3 separate regions of the Mus musculus genome follow, and all the other regions are linked to region 3. The links are chromatin contacts, called in public HiChIP or PLAC-seq and Micro-C maps. All regions are on one chromosome and are shown on one strand. Each heading gives the region's core, a stretch centred on a gene start, on an enhancer-like site or on the middle of the called end of the contact. The rest is flanking DNA. Distances are from core to core; before and after follow the strand shown.

Region 1 (4,495 bases), core at 1,587-4,086, 140 kb after region 3:
TTGCACATATGCCTGTGTAACAGATACATGCCTGGTACCCTCAGAAGGACTGAAATTACAAAAAGTTTTGGCTCCCATGTGAACACTGGGGAGCAAGCCCAGACTTTCTACAAGAGCAGCCTGTGTGCTTAACCAATGAGCGATCTCTCCACCCTGATATTGTTTGTTTGTTTTGTTGTGGGTTTTCTTTTGTTAGTTTTTCTGAGACAAGGTTTCATTGTGTGGCCTTGGTTGCCCTGGAGTTTGTTACATACAAAAGGCTGGACTCAAACTTATAAAGACCCATCTGCCTCTACCTCCCGAGTGCTTTTAAATTACATTATTTATTTTTTCAGTGTGTGTGTGTGTGTGTGTGTGTGTGTGTGTGTGTGTGTCTTAGGCAGAACTTGCAGGAGTTGGAGTTGGTTCTCTCTTTCCATGTGGGTCCTAAGGAGGGAACCCAGCTCATCAAGCCTGCCTGGTAGCAGGTCCCTTTATCCAATAACATTCTTGGCAACCCTGACTCTAAATTTGGGTAGCTGAAGTTATCTGGACCGTCCCCTGGAAACAAACCTCACTCCAGTATCCAGCCCAGTCTTGCTTTCAGCCTCCCTCCCCCACCCCCACCTGAAAGCTTCAGTGCTTCCCAGCCCTCTGCAGGGAATGTCAGGGGAGACCTCCATCAGACTGGCCCATAGTGGCCTCCATCAGACAGTGGCCTCCATCAGACTGGCCCATAGTGGCCTCCATCAGACAGTGGCCTGTAGTGGGTGGCATTTTCTTGATTAGTGATTGATTTGGGGAGGGTCAGCTCCCTGTGATTGGTGTCACCCTTGGGCAGGTGCCACTCACTGGGTTGTGTGAGAGAACAGGTTGAAAAGGTCACAGAGAGCAAGTCAGTAAGCAGAGTTCTCCTGCTTCAGTTCCCACCTCCAGGCTCCTGCCTCCATTTCCCTTGGTGACGAACTAGGACCCGGAACTGTCAGCTGAAACCCACCCTTTCCTTCTCCGCTTGCTTTTGGTCGGCGTTTCCTCGCAGCAACAGAGAGCAGACTAGGTTGCCAGTATTACAGCCTATGGGCGTCATTTTTCTGTTTTACTTTTTATTTTGTCAATCTTCTACTCTAATTTGTAAATTAAATTTAGCCTGGCCTGGACACACACCTGCACTGGGGCGCAGAGGCAGGAGGTTCAGGTGTTCAAGGTCAGCCTAGACCAAATCGAGTTTGAAGCTAGTCTGGCCATAATGAATGAGTGGATGAACGGATGGATGAATAAACAAACACTGAACTGAACCGAACACAAGTGTGGGAGTGTAAGATAAATATGATAATGCTTGTGCTCTGTGCTGTCTGCGGCTGCAGTGGAGGGGGCTTGGAACATTTATCCCTCATGCATAAATGGAGACCGAAGCAGACACAGCCTTACCAGCTGTTGAAAACCCTCCCTCGCTGGCTCTCCCAGCAACTCATCGCAGAGCTTAGAGAACACTGGGATGACCCTGTACAACGGCAGAAGCATCCTTCCCTCCCTCTGTGCTTTTAGCAAGGCGAGATCCTGAGTGCATTTGCAGAGTCTGAAATAGTTTTAAAGGGAAAGGAACTCCAAAAAGTTAAGTCCCGCCCCAACAGAGGAAACACCTAAACCTAATTGCTGCCCAGAACTCAGAGCCAGGCCCTGTTGGGAAGTACTTAGCCCTGGAGGCTACTTGGCCAAGAACGCAGTAGATGCCAGTCAAACACTAGACAATAATGTGGTGGTAACTGCCAAGGACTCTCCCCTGCCTTCCCCTGGGCTGATGGCAAAGTGAGGAGACTGTCACAAAAATGGACCAATTAACAAATCGGATTTCCTGCTCCAGGGTCACAGTAGAAACTTTCCAGAGCCAGGTAGACTGGAATTAGGCTCCGATTCTGTTACACTCCTTCTCAGCTACGCTCCCTGTACCCATCTCCACATCTTCCCGTTTTGTTTCACAAAGTGGTGATACCCCTTTTAAAAATCTGCGGTTTGGTTTGTTAGTTTGTTTGAGACAGTCTCTCTTCATTATGTAGCTCTGACTGTCCCGAAACTGGATCTATAGACCAGGCTACCTTGGAACTTAAAAGAAATTTGCCTGCCTTTGCCTCCAGGGTGCCACCAAGCCCAGCAGTGGTCCCTGTAAATTGCCTGCTTGCATTTCTAAATGTTAGCAACGTATTTCCAAATGGTTAAATACTATCTGGCCTAGGTTGGGGATGTGCACAGAGCTCAGGTGGTAGAGAGTTTGTCTAGTATGCAGGAAGTCCTGGTTTCAATTCAATTCCCAGAGCCGTAGAAATCAGGCGTGGTGATATGCACTTAGAATCCTGGCACTTAGGCAGTGGAGGCAATAAGACCCCAAGTTCAAGGCTATCCTTCACTATACAGCAGCTTTAAGGCCAACCTAGGACACATGTTACCCTTTTTCTAAATAGTCCAAACGCGGTACAGGGAGTGGCAGCTCTGTTAAGGAACGGTGTAGAAGGGGCAATGCTAGAGTTGCCCACGGGTGAACTTGGGCTGCAGAATAATCTGCATCGCTGGTTCTGAGAAGAAGTTCTCCTTCCAGAGACTAACCGAGGCTCATCCAGGTTCCTAACCACCTCACTTTTCCTCTTTGAGGCAAGGAACAAAACTCACAGCCAGCCCCTACATCCTCCTCAGAGTAAATCAGACTGGAGTTGGCGCCACACTCACCCGCCATGGCTCCAGATGTTGAGGGAGGATCGTAATACCGAACGCTGATTGGCTGAGCAGCTGGTTGCCAAGACGACCCTAAAGCTCTTCGGAGAGATCCTTAGGGCTGGCTACAGGCTAGGCTAGTAAGAGCTGAGCCTTGGGGTATGGGCTGAGCGAAGGCTTTATATCCTGCTTATGCCCGCCCAGCCCACTGTGCAGAGCAGCCAGCGAGGGCGGGGCTGGACTCCAGAACCCAGAGGCATCTTGGGAAGATACCAAGTTTTTGGCAGGGAGAAGCAGTTTGGGGCTGGACTAGGACTCCTGTATATGGAAGTCAAAAGGGTTCCCCGGGAGCAAGGGAGTGAGAGAGAATTTGAGGATATGGGGACATATTGAATAAATTCATCTGCTCCCTGTCCCAAGACCTCCTGGGTACAAAATGGAAATTTCCAACAGAATTTTTCGAGCTTCGTGGGACCTGCCTACATAATCAGCCTGTGTAGATTAGTCCTCACTCAGCCGTGGGAAGTCACCTTTGCACGCTAGGGGAAGGGTGGGGCAGCAAAACGGATGGGCTCAAATTTTGCCGACTCACTGTGACTCTAGACTGAAAGTTCAGAGAGACTTGTCCTCGTGTGAAATGAATTCGTGCTGCGTTCTGCTCTTAGAAACTGCAAAAACTGCTCCCTGGGTATACACACTTGGGTCTCCTCAACTTTGCCCCCGGTGACCAGGTAACGGGGAACTCATCTGTGCGACTCTCTAGGAAGCCAGAGCAAAGCTGGCAGGAGACAGCAGCCACAGGGAAGTGTTTCTCTGTGTAGCCCTGGCTGTCCTGGAACTCACTCTGTAGACCAGGCTGGCCTCGAACTCAGAAATCCACCTGCCTCTGCCTCCCAAGTGCTGGGATTAAAGGAGTGCGCCACCACGACTAGTACATGCTTTTAATCCCATCACTTGGGTGCCAGAAGCAGGCAGATCTCTGAGTTTAAGGCCAGACTGGTCCACATAGCTAGTGCTAGAACAACAGCCAGGGCTACATAGGTGAGACCCTGTCTCAAAAACAGAGAAAGAAAGAAAAAGGGTTGGAATAAAGACCCTACATGTATGTGTGTGCCTTGGTCAAGCTCCCAAAGTAGGGTAGACATTATAACAGATTGCCATCATTAAAAGAGCTCAACTTTCCTGTTATCTGATAAATTCTGACAGTGAGGGAAAGACACACGTGCAGTCTCCTGTGGTGACAGGCTAGTGACAGCCCTTGTGATGGATCTCAGTGGAGTCTCATTCCGGTTAGGGCAAAGCCGAAGTAACACAATGGGCTATAAGAGGGAAGAAAGAAATATCAGCTGCAGCAGGCAAAGAGACCAAGGACAATTTTTAAAGCAACGCACTTCCCAAACAAAGAAAAGGTGAGAACTTATTAGGGAGGCAGATTCTTGTTCCTATGGGGGAGGTACTTTGGGGAGGGTACATTCCTGCACATGCCCAGTTTGCACCACAAAGCTTTATCTGGAAATAAAAGGATACCCTGAAGGTTTCTTAACACAGGGACCCTTGACCCTTGAAGGCTTGGCCTTGCTTAACTACTACAGTTGAAGATACGTGAGACCTCATTTCAAAAATCAAAAATAGGAGCTGGGGATATAGCTTCATCAGGAAAGGCTATCTGCTTTCTCACTGGATGCTGTGTGACCAGGCAGCTTCGTCTGCGATGTCAGACTCTCCTCTCAAACAACGTGCTAAAGTAGTTTCCACAGGCTGCTTCTGTCTCAGCATCAGACAAATACCAAACACACCACACTACAATGTTCAA
Region 2 (4,183 bases), core at 872-3,371, 170 kb before region 3:
CTAGTCTAGTGCAGGAATGATTCCTTAAGTCTTCCTTTCAGCAGTCAAAAAACTCAGTCCCACATTTCCCAAGGCCCTAACCATTCCTTTTGGCTTATTACAGACAATGGCAACCAAACCTAGGACCACAGATACTTGGGGGGCCTCAGTGCTCCTCAAAGGTACAAACTTCCAAAACCGTCTTCAACGTCAACCACTTCCCAAGGCCACAAAAACAACCCAAACCACAGAGCTATCCTCTCCACAGCTAGAGGGCTTACTACTTACTCTGTCTGTCTCTCCCTCCACCTGCTCTTCCCTCTACCCACGCAGAAAAGATTCCACAAGGAGTCTGCAAAGATCCCTGACTTCTGCTAGACAATAAAATAAAATAAAATAGTAAAAATGTGTCTTACAGCCTCCTTGACCAGTTTTCTGCTGGATTCAACCATAGAGTCTGTCAGTGTGAACTCTGTTTTAATCATCTCCAGCACATTGATAGCTGATTCCAAGGGTGTGAGCTCAGCCTCCATATCAAAGGAACAGTCTAGGACAAAACACAGTTTCCACTTTAAGCTCTTTGCTAAGGAGGAGCAAACATGTCCAAAAAGTTTACATAGCTATTTATAAAGCATGCAAACACCACAAGACTCATTTGTACAAAGAACCATGCAAACCAGGCATTTAATCTCCTCACTCAGGAGGCAGAGGGCAGAGGCCAACCTGGTCTACACAGTGAGTTCAACAGCTATGGCTATGTAGACTCTTTTAAGACTCTGTCATTAAAAAAAAAAAAAACTAATAATATAAAAGGGCCATACAGACCCAGTAAAGTTTGCATTTATTTGTTTATGTCCTTGATATATGGTTCAAATTCCAATCAACATATTTCTTTTTTGTTTTTCAAGACAGGGTTTCTCTGTGTAGCCTTGGCTGTCCTGAAACTGGATCTGTAGCCCAGGCTGGCCTCGAACTCAGAAATCCACCTGCCTCTGCCTCCCAAATGCTGGGATTAAAGGTGTGCACTACCACTGCCCGGCTGGCTTCAACGTATTTTAAGTGACTATCTTTCAATACTTTTTAATACAGCTCAATTATAACATATATGTTTGCCTCCAAAATCCAGAATAACACAACTTCCTCAGATACAAGGGGCCAACAATGAAGAGAGTTTGTTAAGTAGCTGCCAAGTTCAACTTGTGTGTGGATGGGAGAGTGTTCCCACTTTACTATTTGGAGGAAGAGGGAGAAAGATGTGTCCTTATTGACGTAACTTACTTGTAGCAATAAAAATGGGTGTGCAATTAACAGGTGGGAGAAAACAAAACAAAAGACAGCCAAGAAACTTTAACTGGAGAAAACCGGAATTAGAGAATTCAACCACTGTTGAATGAAAAAGCCCTCCGCGGTGGAACCAGTAGTGCACTTTAACCCGGAATCTTTCAGTTCCGGATGTTAAGTTTGAAAATAACAAAACCCTACGTAAGTAAGCCCAGAAAAGAACACACAAAAAATAGCCGTACCTAAATTTTCTCCTTCTTCAATGCGCGACAGACACTGCATAACCCGCAGCAACCGGGACACCGTATGCTCCTTCCCCAAGGGCCTGACAAGCAACGCTGGGAAAGAAGACATGGTTGGCTCCGCGAGCCCCGGACCCCAAGTCATGCCCCCCAAAACCATGTCCTCCTCCCCGCGGCCCGAGCCGGCTCTCACCCTGCATGATGTCCCGGATCTGCCTGAAGTCCCGGTACCGGCTACTCCGAAAGGCCCGCAGCGCCTCGTGGAAATAGAACTTGAGCACCCAGCGGTTGACCGCCTCCTCCAGGCGAGCTTCCCCCGCGCCCCGCTCGGCCGCGCCTCCCAACCCTGGCTCGTGTCGCCCCCGTCGAGCCCGCCCGCCGCTGCGCGATGCCCGTCGGCTCGCCGCCCGCCCGCTGCTATCGCTGCTCCCGCCTCCTCCCGCCATCGTGTTCGACCGCCGCTCGCCCTCCCCGCCCTCCCCGCCCTCCCGACTGGGCCGTTTCCTTGGCTGTGACGCCATCGGGTCACGCACAACGCCCGGGCCGGAAGCAGGGCCCGCTGTCCCGGCTCCCGCAGCCATGATACCGACGGGGTTCCGAGCCGCCCGCGGGCTTCTGGGAGGGAAAGGACCGAGGCGGCGGGGGGTCTACCCACCTCCTCGGCATCCGTAGTTCCTCTTGTGTCTGCTGCAATGCTTGCTGGGGATTGGAGTCCACACAGCCCAGCCAGGCGCGCTATTTTGAAGACTACGCTGCAGACTTGGGACAGTGTAAAGAATATGAAAAATAAGCGCGTGCATAATGTTAGACATTTCGCAAATTGTGAAAAGCAGTACAGTAGAAAGAAATTACTTTGTTTTGTTTTGACACAGAGTCTCACTGTGTATCCCTGGTTGGCTTGGAACTCAAGACATAGAACTCTGCCTCTGTGTTGCAGTGCTGAGATAGTGCCAACATGGCCAGCCTTTTTTTTTTTTTTTTTTTTTTTTACTTTTTTTCTTTTTAAAACATAGGTTTGTTCTGGGAATCAACGGAGGTCCTCGCCATTCTAGAGCAAGCACTTTATCAACCGTGCACTGTCCCCAGCCACCTAGTAAAAATGTATTCTAAGACAGGCCCTGCAAAGTTACCCAGGCTAGTTTTGAACTCATGTCAGAGCCCATCCACAACATGGCTTTGGAGCCACTCTCTAAAGCAATCCTAGCTATGGTAATCCAAGCTGCTTGGTGATTCCAGCCTGTTTGCCTTACTTAACAGGAGCTAAACTATCTGCCTTGATATCCTGACAGGTCTGCTTCTTATTGTGTAAACCTTGAACAAGTTACTTCTCCGTTTGTGTACCTGTGCCCCTTTCTGTCAAGTGGACATCGTGAGGATTGTATTAAAATGAACTGAGTTACTATTTCTGGTTCCTGTAGCTCAGGGTTCAACAAATTGTGTGTGTGTGTGTGTGTGTGTGTGTGTGTGTGTGTGTATACACAGAGATCCAAGGATAACTTTTAGAAGTTGGTTTTTGCCTTTCATTATGTGGATCCTAGGGACTGAAATCAGGTCATCTGGCTTAGTCTCTGGCAAGCATCTTTATCCACTGAACCATCTATCTTGTTGCTCCTGGATTCCAATTGCTTTTCATGAACTCATCCAGAGCATGCTTGGACAATCTATTTTTGTTTACAAAAAAAAAAAAAAATCTGATTTTTAAGTTTGGTGCAGTGGTCCATGTCTTTACACCCAGTGTAAAAGTTATAGCTCTGAGGGGAAAGTATCTTGGCAGTCAAGAACCAAGGAATATCACAAAGTCACACTATACGACAAACCTCACACACAAGAAATTTACTGGGAAGGAAGGAAGACTCAGGCTCAGGCGAGAGGCAGCTGGATACTGAGTAGAAGGCAGGGTTTATGTGGGGTTTCTTGGGGTGAGAGTGGAGCAGGGCAAGTTTTCAAGTCCAGAGCTTGAGTTTTTTTACTCTGTAGGGTGAGGGCTGGCTGGGTCCAGCCATTAGAGTGGTTAGAGTGTTCTGTGGATGGAACTGGTGGTTGGAGCTCCTCAGGGGCGAGGCCTGGCAAGGGAAGGTTTCTCTCTAAAAAGTATTACATCTGTGCTTCAGCAAGGGGGAGGTTGCCACAGTGGAAGGTGTTACACCTCTGTTCTGGGAGGTATCCTGTCAATCAGGGGACAAAGAACTCCACAAAATCACACTGTACAACAAATCTCACACAAGAGATGTGTTTGGGAGGGAAGACCCCAAAAGGGTGGCTGCCTCTGCTTGGGTAAAAAGCAGCAGTGAACTGAAGGAAGACTTTATATAGGGTTTCTTGGGGGGTGGGAGGTGGAGCTTCCCAGAGTGGACAGTTCCAGAATGGGGATTGGTGGGATTTCAAGGAAGTGTGGCATTGTGAAGGCAGGGTTTTGAGATCTTAAATGCTCAAGTTACGCCCAATATGAAACACATCCAGTTTCCTTCTTGCAGATCAAGATGTAGAATTCTCAGCTCTTTCTCCAGCACTATGTCTGTCTGGATGCTGCCACACTTCCCACCATGATGGGAATGGACTATACCTCTTAAACTGTAAATCAGACCCAAATTAAATGTCTTCTTTTATAAGAGTTGCCTTGCGGGCTGGAGAGATGGCTCAGAGGTTAAGAGCACTGATTGCTCCTCCAGAGGTCCCGAGTT
Region 3 (4,544 bases), core at 16-2,515:
AATAAGATTTGAGTATATATATATATATATATATATATGCATATATATATAAAGAACACATAGAAGTTCCTGATTGGGGTGAGAGTGGACTCAGGCAGCAAGAACCCTTTGTGTTGCTGGGGCAGTATCTAGTTTACAGCTCTGCTGGTGGGTGTGGACGTGAGGGTTTTTTGTTTTGGGGGTTTTTTGTTTTGTTTTTGGTAGAGGAGGGTGTTTGTTTGTTTGTCTGGAGGTGTGGTTCAGTTGAGGTCACAACAGGGCCCAACATCCTGAACTGCCAACCAGCTTGTGCGGAAACCTTGGCACTTTGTTCCTGTTTCCTCCCATTCAGAGGCCCTACCAGCAATGGCTGGCTTTATGATTCACCCAGAAGCCTCCCCCCCAAAACTCACTTCGACCATTTAAGGTGTGAAAATTCCATTCCTGGCAAGTGGTTCACATTGGCTTGGAGGAGAGGCCTGAGTGCTCTTCTGTGTTGTGAATTTTGTATTGGTTGAATTCTGAGGACTCCGTGTGCAGAACCCGTCACATGGGTTCACTATAATATTTTACAAAATACCAGGGACAGTAAGATGGCTCACTTGCCACCAAGCCTGGTTGACGGCCTGAACCCAATTCTTTGAACTTCAATTTAAGAAAGAAAGAAAGAAAGAAAGAAAGAAAGAAAGAAAGAAAGAGGAGGGGAGGGGAGGGGAGGGGAGAGGGGAGAGGGGACAGGGGAGAGGAAAGGAGAGGAGAGGAGAGGAGAGGAGAGGAGAGGAGAGGAGAGGAGAGGAGAGGAGAGGAGAGGAGAGGAAAGGAAAGGAAAAAGAAAAGGAAGAGAAAAGGAAGGATATGACTGTTCATAGTTTGGTGGAGGGAAAGGATTATTGTAGATAAAAGAAAGAACATAGTCACAGGCAGGGACATCTGAGAGAGTCCAGAGTGAATATGACAGGGTCATGAGAGGAGATGGGGGATCAGAGATGGGGGATCGGAGATGGTGAGAGCCAGACCGAAAAGCCAGAAGGTGAAGGGTAAAAAGGACCAGCAAGGACCAGCGTAGCCAAAATGGCTGGACTATATACAGAAGAGCAGCTGGGGGAAGGGCAGTCCAACCTCTGGGCTGGAGAATTTTAAGGTAGAGAATATGCCAGCCACACCCGTAACAGATAGGGACTGAAGCATGCTGGGAGAACCCGGTCGGCTTTGATATGTTAAATAAGCCATTTGTCCCGGGTTTGAGACCTAACAGAACCCACAAAATAAGAGGGAACTGCTTCCTGCACGTTGTCCTCTGACCTCTGCGTGTGCACTGGGGCACACCCTTGTGTTTCCTGATCTCTACATAGTATATCCCTCCCATCCGATGCCAATGGCAACCTAAAACACTTCTAGAATCACATTCATGATTTTCTAGGCAATCATGACTATTGCCTGCACAGCTTTCCTGTTGGCATAGACTAGAGGAAGAGAGGGATGCTGATCTTAGCTTGTGAGAGCCTTGTGCCAAGCTAAGGAGTCCCCTACCCCCACTCCCCATCCCAGACTGAGCCCTTCCCAGTATCTAATATGCAGAGCACATTCTGGCCTCTAACCTCCTGCCTCCTAAGCCTGGGGCATCCTGGGAACAGCATGGACTTGCTGTTTTCTTGCTGTGACTTTGGACTGGTTGCTGAATCTCTCTCTGAGTCTTAGTTACGGCATTTGCTTGGAATACCATTTTCAAACCATTGTTGGAAGGGTTTAATGAGGTACAATGTTCTTTAGATTCTTTTTTTTTTTTTCATAGGTATATAAACTATTTATTAACAGCAAAGGCCCAGAGACTCATTTCTTCTTGGATACACCCACAGTTCAGCCCCTGCGGCCAGTGGTCTTGGTGTGCTGACCGCGGACACGAAGGCCCCAAAAGTGGCGCAGCCCTCTATGGGCTCGAATTTTCTTCAGCCGCTCCAGGTCCTCACGCAGCTTGTTGTCTAGACCGTTGGCCAGAACCTGGCTGTACTTCCCATCCTTCACATCCTTCTGTCTGTTCAGGAACCAGTCTGGGATCTTGTACTGTCGTGGGTTCTGCATGATGGTGATCACTCGCTCCACCTCATCCTGCGTGAGTTCTCCAGCCCTCTTGGTGAGGTCGATGTCTGCTTTCCTCAACACCACATGAGCATATCTCCGCCCCACGCCCTTAATGGCAGTGATGGCGAAGGCTATTTTCCGCCGCCCATCGATGTTGGTGTTGAGTACTCGCAAAATGTGCTGGAACTTCTCAGGGATCACTAGAGACATGGCGGCGGCACAGACGGCGGCGTGTAGGCCTCCTGTGGAAGAGCTCTTTGGATTCTTATTACATTTATTTATGTACTTTTGTGTGTGTGTATGTATGTGGGCATGCCTGTGTCATGGTATGTAAGGATATGAAGGCCAGAGAACATCTTTCAGGAGTCGGTTCTCTGCTTCCATCCTTAGGTCCCTGGGATCAGACACAGGTCATAAGATGTGGCAGCAAGCACCTTTCTTTACCTTTACCCACTTTACTTGCTGGCCCAAGACATAATATTTTAAAACTTAGTATGTCTGAATAATACTCTAGAAAGAGACACACATGAGATAAATATGTATTTGAATAAATATACTCTAGAAAGAGACAAATGCAGTTTGAGTTTAGGGGCAGAATTGCAAAGCAGAAAAGAGAAGTTTTTTTTTATCTTGTTTTGGTAAGGTTTATTTATTTATGTTTCTTATGTATATGGGTGTTTTATCTGTATCCCTAAAGAGGGCATCCGAGCCTATGGGACTTCAGTTCTACATAGACAATTGTGAGCCTCTGTATGGGTGCTGGGAATTGAAGCCGCAGTCTCAGGAAGAGCAGCCAGTCTCTTCAGTCATCTCTGCAGCCACCAGAAAGGAGAGATTTTTAACTCTTTTAATTTTTTTTTATTAAACTTTAAGCCCAATGTGGTGGCCTGCTCTGTTAATAAGGTCTTTGTGATTTGGAGCCCAGCCTGGTCTACATAGACAGTTCCAGGCAGGCCAGTGCTACATAGAGAAGGCTGTCTCAATACATCCTCCCATTTAAAAAAATTTTTTTTTAAATTTGTGTTGGTGTGTATGTATGCATGTACACAGTTACCTTAGAGACCAGAAAAGGAAGTGAGATTTTTGTAGAGCTGCAGTCACAGGATGGCTGGAAGCTTCCTAACATGGGCACTGGGCGCCAGTTCTCATCCGCTAGAACAGCGAGCAGTAAATGGTCCTAACCACTGAGCCATCTCTTGAGCCCTTATAAGCACTTCTTAGTTGTTTGCATTTTTCTTTCAAAAGATTTATTATTTTTTTATTTTATGCACATGAACGTTTTGCTTCTGTATGAGAATGTGCACTGAATGCCCGGTACCCGAGGAGGCCAGAAGAGGGTGCCAGAACCCCCAGAACTGGAGTTAAGGATTGTTGTACGCTACCAGGTGGGTGATGAGAACTGAGCCTAGCTCTTTACAAGATCAACAAGTGCTCTTAACCACTGAGCCATCCATCTCTCCAGCCTTTTCAAATTATTTTAATGCGACCTTTTTAAAAAATCAAACAAACAAACAAAAAACCAATGACTTTAGAGTAATTTTGTATCTATAATAGCAATACAAAAATCACACACACACACACATCTCTTATCCAGATCCTCTATGTTAATATCCTACATAACATTTGTCAAAACAAAGAAGCCAGCTAAACAAAGCTCATCTATCCTCTCAGCACGTGGGAGGCTAAGGGAGAAGGATTTCAAGTTCAAGACCAGCTTGGGCTACACAGTGAGACCCAACCACCCACCCAACCAACTAAACAGCAACAGTAACAAAAACAACAAAAGTCAACAAAACTCTACTAAAAAAACACCCAACAGAGTGCGTTATTAACATAATTGAAAATGTCATTGGTTCTTTCCAGTAATACCACTTATCTATTCCTGTATACCATACTGCATTGGGATATACTTGTAATATGTGTGTGTGTGTGTGATATATTAAATAATATATCATATTGCTTTTTGCTCCCAAAAGGTAAAAAAAAGAAAAAAGAAACCAGGAAGTTTGAGGATGATTCTGATTTTTTTATAGCTATGCAATAGTTTCACCACGATACTCAGACCTCCATAATCCTGTTAGTAAAAGAAGTTGGGAAGTCGGGTGTGTGGGTCATGCCTGCAATCCCAACATTTGAGATTTGGAAACAGAAGAATTAAGGATTGAAAATTATAATCTGCTAAATGAGATCCCTGTCTCAAAAACAAAATAGTAACAAGAACTAGTGACCAGGGAAAGAGATCTCTCACAGCCCAGTTTCAGTGTTTTTCAGAGAGGAAAGAGTATGAAATGTATGCCAGTGTGCAAAAGTGATTTTTTTGGTTTTTTGAGACAGGTTTTCTCTATGTAGCCCTGGATGTCCTGGAACCCAATCCATAGACAAGGCTGGCACAGAGATCTGCCTGACTCTTTCTCCCGAGTGCTAGGATTAAAGGTATATGCCACCGCTGCCTGGCTCAGAGGTGATTTTCAAAGAGACTTCTCAAA

What was found. Hi-C and Micro-C count contacts between places; a contact is called where the count stands out from the background. HiChIP or PLAC-seq counts read pairs in DNA pulled down with a chosen protein or histone mark.
Region 1: a Micro-C map of embryonic stem cells shows a contact between it and region 3, with 4 times the contacts expected there. The contact joins the promoter of Nqo1 here to the enhancer-like site in region 3. A contact is called at or near these places in 1 of 484 Hi-C or Micro-C datasets (embryonic stem cells), 2 of 115 datasets of contacts at active chromatin or transcription factors (effector CD8 T cells and embryonic stem cells) and 2 of 9 other capture datasets (adipose tissue and pancreatic islet).
Region 2: a contact with region 3 is called in an H3K27ac HiChIP or PLAC-seq map of embryonic stem cells, with 6 read pairs. The contact joins the promoter of Terf2 here to the enhancer-like site in region 3. A contact is called at or near these places in 10 of 39 promoter capture datasets (the 3T3-L1 cell line, 3T3-L1-derived adipocytes, cranial neural crest and 4 more), 12 of 115 datasets of contacts at active chromatin or transcription factors (bone marrow-derived dendritic cells, effector CD8 T cells, embryonic stem cells and 3 more) and 3 of 9 other capture datasets (adipose tissue, liver and pancreatic islet).

Annotation. Positions count from the first base shown.
Region 1 is chr8:107,400,369-107,404,863 of GRCm38.p6, forward strand. It overlaps Nqo1 (NAD(P)H dehydrogenase, quinone 1), which reads right to left and starts at 2,837. Exons shown (of 6, transcript NM_008706.5): 1 at 2,698-2,837. The coding sequence starts at 2,704.
Region 2 is chr8:107,094,427-107,098,609 of GRCm38.p6, forward strand. It overlaps Terf2 (telomeric repeat binding factor 2), which reads right to left and starts at 2,122. Exons shown (of 10, transcript NM_001371065.1): 1 at 1,696-2,122; 2 at 1,503-1,598; 3 at 396-526. The coding sequence starts at 2,083. Mir7075 (microRNA 7075) reads right to left here and starts at 1,680; the gene lies at 1,599-1,680.
Region 3 is chr8:107,260,981-107,265,524 of GRCm38.p6, forward strand. It overlaps the pseudogene Rps18-ps3. Among named protein-coding and RNA genes, the nearest start is that of Nfat5, 30 kb to the right of the region's middle. Within about 2 kb of position 1,266, at least 4 of the 459 cell types and tissues checked have an H3K27ac peak or open chromatin away from gene starts, as enhancers often do. A contact at or near this core is called in embryonic stem cells, where this site is marked.